2 separate regions of the Zea mays genome follow, and region 1 is linked to region 2. The links are chromatin contacts, called in public Hi-C maps. All regions are on one chromosome and are shown on one strand. The core of a region is the stretch at or near the end of the contact, and the rest is flanking DNA. Distances in the headings are between cores, read along the strand shown.

Region 1 (4,130 bases), core at 544-3,043, 160 kb after region 2:
TCCTGTATCATTTTCTGAAACAAAGAAGAGTTTTGAGATGGTTTCAAACAAGAATGGGGGGAAAGACAAGGAGACTAGCAATGAAGATCGGAAAAGAAAAAGTGGAGCCATTAGCGATTGTGGTGACTCTTCAGGGTACATTTCCCCCCTAGATATTTCTTAATTCATGGCATAATAACATGCTCCATTGTTTTGTAAATTTACTTGTGGTTATAGGGAGCTAAAAGCTGAGATGGATGGGGCATCGAAGGAAAAGAAAAAGGGCAATGACAAAAGCACTGATATGAACACAGAAAAAGTCAACAACGAAGAAAAGGAGGTTAAGCAACATGATTCTCCAGCTGATCCTATCAGTACAAAACAGAAGAAAAAGAAAAACAAGAACAAAAGTGCCTCTAGGGGTGATGGCAGTGAGCAATCTGCTAAGACAACAATATGTTAGTATCTTGAAATGTTGCTTTGCAGATGCTTTTCACATAGGAATGTTAATCACATGGCTCAGTATCGTTTGACAAGGTTTGTCACCTAATTTTAGTGATAAAGACAATGATGAGGCAGGTGCGCAGGAGGCCATAAAAAGAACAAGACAAAGAAGGCACATAACATAAGCAGAAGTGGAAGTGAGGCAGAACTGGACTTAGTGAGTCAGATAGCAAGGAACCACTCCAAACATGTACGTTTGCCAATGGTATGATAGTCCAGGAGGTAGAGATGGGCAAACCTGATGGTAAAAAAGCCACAAGGTAAACATTTCTGGCATCTGAGGAGCTTCATAGGGATGATCCCCTCCTAGCTACCCATTTATTATTGCAATTTGTCACTGCCTTCTGCGATTCTAACATTTATATGTTTTACCATGACCTGCATGCAATTTTTGCATGGCTATGATAAATTTTAATACTTGAGGCCCTCCTATCTGATGCCTTACAATGCTATTTTGTTTTCTTATTAGGTTGTTGTTAGATAGATATATTGACAAGCTAAAGAATGACGCTATTTTTGACTCCAACATCAGTGGAAGATCTTTTGAGGTTAGACTAGGTAGTTGCTCTCTAGCATTACTCCAGAGTAGTAGCAAGGGATGGTTTTAATGGTGTGTTGCTTGCAGGTGTTGGGCAGGTTATCAGTGGTTGGGCCGTTGGCGTCAATGGTATGTACTACATATTTGCATCCATCTTGCAGGTTTGCCCCGGCGGTGCTAAATGACCGGCTAACCGAACAAGCTAGCCAGCCCCTCAGGGATGAGTGGACATCATAATATCATAATTTCCCTCCAGTGCTGTGCAGGTTCAGAATGGAGTCAACACTCGGTTCTCCACTATTGCACTCTTACTTCAATCTCCTCTCTCACACACACCACCTTTGCTAGTGGCAAGATCCATGACTTCTACATTTGTCCTTGGCTGGGCACCACTGATGATCAGGAGAAGCTATAACTACCGGCTTAGGTTAGTTGGGCACTACAAGGTTGGCTCGAAGTCACAAGTGGGTTAGTATTCGCCCTCAGTTGACCACAAGCTCATTCACAAGTGAGACAGAAATGGGTGAGCGGCAGCGTCCCGGTGTTGTGTTGTGCTACCACTTGGACGGCCCGATCCTTTCCTGCTCACGCGTTCGAATCCACGTGTCGCGCGCTCATGCCCGTCGTTCTCGTGCCCCACTCCCCCCTCTCTCGCTGACTCGGAGCAGTCAACAGCTTCCCCAATCCCACCCGGCCACCCCGCCCGCCCCAGTCTGGCAGCCTGCCTCCATAGTCCATCTCCTCTCCCCCTACCGACACCGATCCCATTCCCCAGGCCCAAGCGCCCATGGATCCCAAGCCCGACGCCAGCGCGCCCGCCGCGGTGCCAGCGGAGCACGCGGCGTACCCGAGGCTGTCACCGGAGGACATCGCCCCGCCGCCGCCGCCTGTCGTGCCGCCGTCCGGCGCCAACCCCTACGTGCTCTCCGCCCCGTCGCCTAACCCGCCCGCCAAGAGTGAGTCCCCCTCGACCTCGCGCTATCTTTTTCTTCTTCTTGGTGATCTCGTTTCACTGCCTAGTTTGTTGTGGCCTCATCGCTCTGGTTTTGGGGGATCACCGCCATGCAGGCGCTAGGGAGAATCTGAGGGAGATGTTCGGCATGGTGGGGAAGAAGTTCAACGAGGCCGCGCGCAAGACCGAGGGCATCGCCGGCGACGTCTGGCAGCATCGTGAGTGCTTTGATTTCCCCCAATTTGACACCAAATCTGAGCACTGATACTAGATGACGATGATCCGTAGTTTGCAATCAGAAGCACGCTAATAGTAACGCGCGCGGACTCTGCTATGTTCAGATAATCAACGCACATAACTGTTGTTGCTGCAATAATAACACTCAATCTGTGCATCTCTGCAGTGAAAACTGGACCCAGCATCACTGATACTGCCATGGGGAGGATTGCTCAGATATCCAAGGTTATATCTGAGGGTGGCTACGACAAGATATTTCAGCAGACTTTTGAGTGCTCGCCTGATGAGAAGCTCAACAAGGCATATGTGTGCTACCTATCAACGTCGCATGGACCAATCATGGGCGTCCTGTATCTCTCGACTGTCAAGATTGCATTCGGTAGCGACAGCCCTGTGAAATATGTGACTGAGGACAACAAAACTGAGTCATCCTTTTATAAGGTACGTGGTGGCTGCGTCTCTTGCCCCCCACCCCTTCGGTGTGTGCAATGGAGTTCTTTGGGATTGGGACCCTGGGTTTGATGCTAAAAAAGGGTGTACTCTGGTTTGCATCAGAAGTATGTGTGAACTTTTAGATTACATGACCAATTGGATGCTAAATATCGAATACGTGATTGCACATTAGTTATCAACTTTTTTTATTTATACTATAGAGATTGGTATATATGCTACAAAGTTGCTACTTAGGGGGTGTTTGGTTCCCTGACTAAAGTCTAGTACGTGTCACATCGGGTATTATTGGTATTAAATATACTCTAATTACAAAACTAATTACACAAATAAGGACTAAACAACGAGATAAATCTATTAAGGCTAATTAATCCATGATTCGTCCATGTGATGCTACAGTAAACTTTTGCTATTCGTGTATTAATTATGCTTAATAAATTTGTTTTGTCATTTAGTCCTTATCTATGTAATTAGTTTTGTAATTAGACTATATTTAATACTCATAATTGACATTCAAATATCTGATGTGACACGGACTAAACTAAAGTCAGGGGAACCAAACATCTCCTTAGTAGTATAGTAAGAACTACAACAAAGTCTTTTAGGGTGTGTTTGGTTTGACTGTTAGCTTTGGCTTTTGCCTTCCAAAAGCCAAACCAAAGGGATCGGTCTAGAAAGCATTTTTTTCTAAAAGTCGGCATTCTCGTAGTGCAAAACTGAAAGCATCTCTGGACCTGCTTTTAGTTGCTTTAAAATGGAACTGTGTAGATATATATGGAAGAACTTTTAGCAGCTTTTAGCGGTTTCCACCAAATATTTTTTTTAGCCCACAGCTCACAACAATTTTTCAAAGCTCAGCTCACACCAGCTTTTTTTCACAGCCACAACCCAACTAAATAGACTCTTAGTCTCGAGGAGGTTAGATTAGGCTAGAGTTAAAAACTTGACAACACTCAAAGTTAAAGTTTGGATATATGAATAGTTGGTTTCCATGTGCTCTTATTTAAGGTTAAATCTTTAAGATATCTCGTCCTTTCAAGTCTTTTTTTACTATTTCTTTTCATGTCAACTTCGGTCTTCCTCTTTCTCCCTTCTAGTTCTTATTGCTATTGTGTCTTTGGAGGTCTACGTTGGACATGTCCAAATCATTTCAACATTGTTGGACAAACTTTTCTTTAACTGGGGTAGCCCTAGCCTATGACACATTTCATCATTTTGTACTCAATCCCTTTTTGTATGGTCATAAATCTAACACAACGTACACATTTTTGCATCACTTATCTGTTGACATGTAACATTTTTTAGGTCAATATTCTGCAGTCTGCATCATACAACATAGCAAGTCTAATTGACGTTCTATAAAACTTCTTTTAGCTTAAACTTGTCTTCTAGCTTATGTGGTACCCTTTTGTCATATAGAACGCCAGATGGTTAACGTCACTTCATCTACCTTGCTTTGATTTTATGCTA
Region 2 (4,243 bases), core at 260-2,759:
TTTAGTTCATATGCTTTTGGTTCGTCAACCTTCACCAAAAGGCAGGGGGGCATATGTTGGAGACCAAAAGTGTCTCGCGGACGGTCCGGCCCTGAGGCCGGACGGTCCGCGGTCCGGACAGTCCGCGGTGGTAGCGCGGACGGTCCGCGCGTGCGCAGAGTCAGTTAGGGTTCCTAGTTTCTCGCGGGATTTGTTACCTAAAACCTCGGGATTAACTCGGAAATCAGTTTGAAGCGAATCCAGACCTCCCATTTATATAGATGAAGGGCTACGACCGATTGAACCCCCAACAATCGAACAAATCAAGTCCATTTCTCGTTTTTACCTTACGCATTAGGAATAGTTCTAGTCTAGTTCTAGGTTAGCTTCTCAATCCTCAAATCCTCCGCTTCTCTTCGACTCTACGTCGATTAGAAGAGTTTAGGTCGGCCTGCCGAGCCTAGACAACTCCTAGGATCTCTCCTCCCCGACGGGGTCCCTCCCGGGAGCGAGATCCAGGCGCCGCCGACGACCTTTCGCCGTCCCCTGCGCACGCGCGGACCGTCCGACCGCTAGGCAGTGAACGTCAGCCTCTGTTTCAGGTCACAGACCGTCCGGTCCCTGGTCGCGGACCGTCCGCGTCTGTGCAGAGAACACCGCCGCCGGTTCTTGTTGAGTGTTTGGTGCTCGAAAAAGGTGTCAACACTGACCAACGTCGATAATAACAGCATTGACAATTTGTGTAGTGTCAGGCCGTCACTGTAGAACTGTTTCAAAACAGCACGCAGCACTGTACCCCTATGTTTTGCTGCCGGCCTGCCGCCAAGCTCAGGTTGCGGCTGCGGGAAAGGTGAAAAAAGAGGACGACTAGGAGAAATTGAGCCGATGTATATCCGCATGGTTTTTCCGCATGAGAAAGCATAGAGAGACCATCTAAGGAATCGTTGGGAGTTAATTTTTCTAATTTTCTCTAAATATGCTTTGAGATTAGGGGTATTGGAAGCTGTAAGAGACGAGTCCCACAACTGTTAGCAATTTTTGAACGAAACTCACTGAAATTCAGAGTTTTTTCGTTTTCGAACTCCCACGAAAATTTGTTTTCGCTGTAAATTTCGAAAAATTCGGTTCACCGTTCAAAAAGTTCTAAAAATCATAAAAATAAAAAACCGAGTTTTTTCAACCGGATATCGTTGCTTTTTGTCTGAAACAACGAAATTACCGAAGTTGCAACAAAATTCGTCGAGAAAACATCGAATTTCGTTTTAAATTTAAAATTCTATATTGAGCGGATTTATGCGAATTTTGCTTCGAATTTATATGGTTGGTGTATTTGGTTCAATGTACATGGTGGAATGTGAGAGAACAGCTATAATATTTGGATGAGAGTTACATAGGGATGAGATAGATATCGGAGTAGTTTTTTTTAACGGTGTGATCTAAAAAATGGAGGTGACACGTTGAGTCAAACCAATTACCAAATACGGAGTACATCCTAACCTACTGCCAATCCCATGGTCCCACTCCCAGGCACAACAGCCACCCGCGACCCCAAGTCCCGATCGGCCGCCGATCCCGATCCCGATCCCGACCCCACCTCCCTGGCTCCACAGCACCCCTGCTCCACACACACGGCCGCCAGCAAGCCGCCGGCCCTAGGCCCTACCGTCGCAGCGTCGCCTGCTTGACTATCTGCCTCCAGCCCTCCAGCAAGACTTCAGTCGCCTGCCCCAGCCTGGCTGCCGCCGCCCTCCAGCAAGGCAGCAAACGCCGGCCTCCGGCCGCCCGTCCCTAGGCCAGAGGCCACCCCTAGGCCGCTAGGCTTCCACCGCCGACGCCCACAGAAACCGTAGGCGCCACCAGGCCACCACGAGATCCCTGCCGTGACGGAGAATGGAGGCCGCCGCGGCCGTCCTCCCCACGCTGGTGCCCTCCGGGAGCGCGGTGGTGTCTCGTCGCTCATCGCTCGCGACCGTTGTTCCTCTGGTCTGCTGCGGGTTGCTGCACATGGATCGCTCACTGTGTACTTGTGTGCTCGCTCTTTGCTGCGCAGGTGGTGGTGCTCCTCGCCTACCTCGGGTATCTCGCCGCCGCTGGAGCCATCCTCCCAGGGAAGCTCGTCGACGGAGCCCTACTCCCGGACTCCTCTCGCCTCCACTATCGCTGCAACGGTACCTCCTCCTGCCGCTGTTCCCTGAATCCTCTGGGCAGCCGGCTGAGTTGTTCGATCGCCTTCCCTTGATTCTCGTGTGGCTTGCAGGTTTGCTCTCGCTCCTGCTGCTGCTGGGACTCTCGGCGTTCGGTGTCTACATGGGGTGGATGTCTCCCACGGTGAGCTCTTGCGGTCTTGCCTCTCTGTGTCCAGTCCTCGTGCCTTGCGCACTGGGTGTGTTCTTCTGCTCAACTGCTGTACTAATTGTACTCCAGTTCAACAAGGACCGAGCCACAATCCTTTTCAGATGGGCGAGCGTAGTGAAATTTTTATTGTGATTTATTGTCAATGTGAATTGACATAGGTGTGCCAAGTTGATCAACAACATATTGTTTGTCATTTGTCAATGCTTGCAGGTTGTAGCTGACATGGGACTCGAACTTCTGTCAGTGACCTTTATTTTTAGTGTCATTGTAAGTGCTACCTTGGACCTTACTGGATCACCTGCACTTGATTATGAATATTCTAACTACTTGATATACATTTGGCGTGCCACCGTGCTATTGTGGAAAATGAAAGGACCCCCCTGCATGTGTCTGACTGATAAACCTGATCTTAACTCCACGCCAATGAGTCCTTTAATGTCTGTTCAGGAGTGTTACATCCTAAAGTACTTCTAAATTTTCTCAATTTTATCTCAGTCACGAGTGTGCCTCATGCATACAAACTGTTGGCTGTCAATACATTTTGTTACAACAAACAGTTTCCTCAAATTAATTGTCCATCCTTAGCTTGGACAGAAATTCACAAGAAAATGACAAACCTGAACGTAATGTTTCCACTAGTTTGGTCTTGATCAAAATTGCATGCAACTGTCTGCTCAGCATCGTTCATATTTTCATCATGCAGTATTCAGTTACATTTTACCACAAACTATACTATATTGAAAGCTATTTGATTGGCTGTTCATGCATCACTCTTTGATTTCAGGTTTCTTTTGCACTCTACATTGCCGGCATCAAGTCCGGCCACAAAAGTTCTTCTTTGAGACCACATGTTAGTGGGAGCTTCATGCAAGATTGGTACTTCTAGAAAACTCTATATTGTGTTTGTATATAAAACTATGACTCGCTTATTTTTGACACATAAGTTTTCTTGTCTACAAATTCTTGTTATTATTGAAAGATCAAGCAAACAGAATATTTCACTGGCCGTGTATTTTATTGCAATTCTCTTTTAGTTAACAACGACACTTTTTGTGCTGATGACTTTGTTTAATAGGTGGTTTGGAGTGCAACTTAATCCTCATTTTATGGAAGTTGACCTCAAGTATGTTAGCAATTTCTTTCCTGTGTTTTTGCCTAGCATATGGGATCGAAATTTTGAAATAGGACAGGGTTACCAGTTACCACGACAGAATTGTTAACGGTTGATTGGTGTAAGACCATAATTCAATCAGTGTTCTTAAGGCGGTAAGGCAAGCATGTAAACATGATCACAACGCCTAGGCGGGCAAGGCGCCTAGAATTATCCGAGCGCCTGGTTGCCTAGGCGACGCCTTAAAACATTGAATTCAATTATGATCTGTTTGACCTTTGGCAAATCCATAGTCCATAATGCAGTTAACCCATACCTGATACTTTGCTCATAATAATTTGTACATGTAGTATATGGTGATTGGATAATACCTAGCTTACTTAAGTGGAATGGTTTCATATTGTTTATTCCCCACGCCACAAATAACCTGATATCAATAAAATGTTAGTGACAGCTATGTTTCAATCATCGCAGATTCTTCTTTGTGAGGGCAGGAATGATGGCATGGTTATTTATTAACCTCTCTTTGTTTGCAAAGAGCTACTTTGCTGGTTCAGCCAATCTTTCGGTCATTCTCTACCAATTTTTTTGTGCGGTATTGGACATGACCATCTTCTTAACTGATCATCTTTCAGCCCATTAGTTGTTAAATTAATTATACTTTTCCATGCAGTGGTATATCATTGATTACTTCGTCCATGAAGAATTCATGACCTCAACGTAAGTATATCACATGCTCTCATTGGCAAATAACTTACTATCCCTGAACAAAATATGTTGAGATATTCTGTGGGATGA

What was found. Hi-C and Micro-C count contacts between places; a contact is called where the count stands out from the background.
Region 1: a contact with region 2 is called in a Hi-C map of leaf, with 2.6 times the contacts expected there. The contact joins the promoter of LOC100279424 here to the promoter of LOC100281352 in region 2. A contact is called at or near these places in 4 of 25 Hi-C or Micro-C datasets (ear, leaf and tassel).

The regions. Positions count from the first base shown.
Region 1 is chr2:218,735,554-218,739,683 of Zm-B73-REFERENCE-NAM-5.0, forward strand. LOC100279424 (FIP1) reads left to right here and starts at 1,794. Exons shown (of 4, transcript NM_001152434.1): 1 at 1,794-1,977; 2 at 2,090-2,191; 3 at 2,377-2,651. The coding sequence starts at 1,809. It also overlaps the pseudogene LOC109944404.
Region 2 is chr2:218,575,538-218,579,780 of Zm-B73-REFERENCE-NAM-5.0, forward strand. LOC100281352 (delta(14)-sterol reductase) reads left to right here and starts at 1,510. Exons shown (of 13, transcript NM_001154270.2): 1 at 1,510-1,920; 2 at 2,030-2,147; 3 at 2,237-2,307; 4 at 2,545-2,601; 5 at 3,119-3,210; 6 at 3,410-3,457; 7 at 3,920-4,040; 8 at 4,119-4,165. The coding sequence starts at 1,870.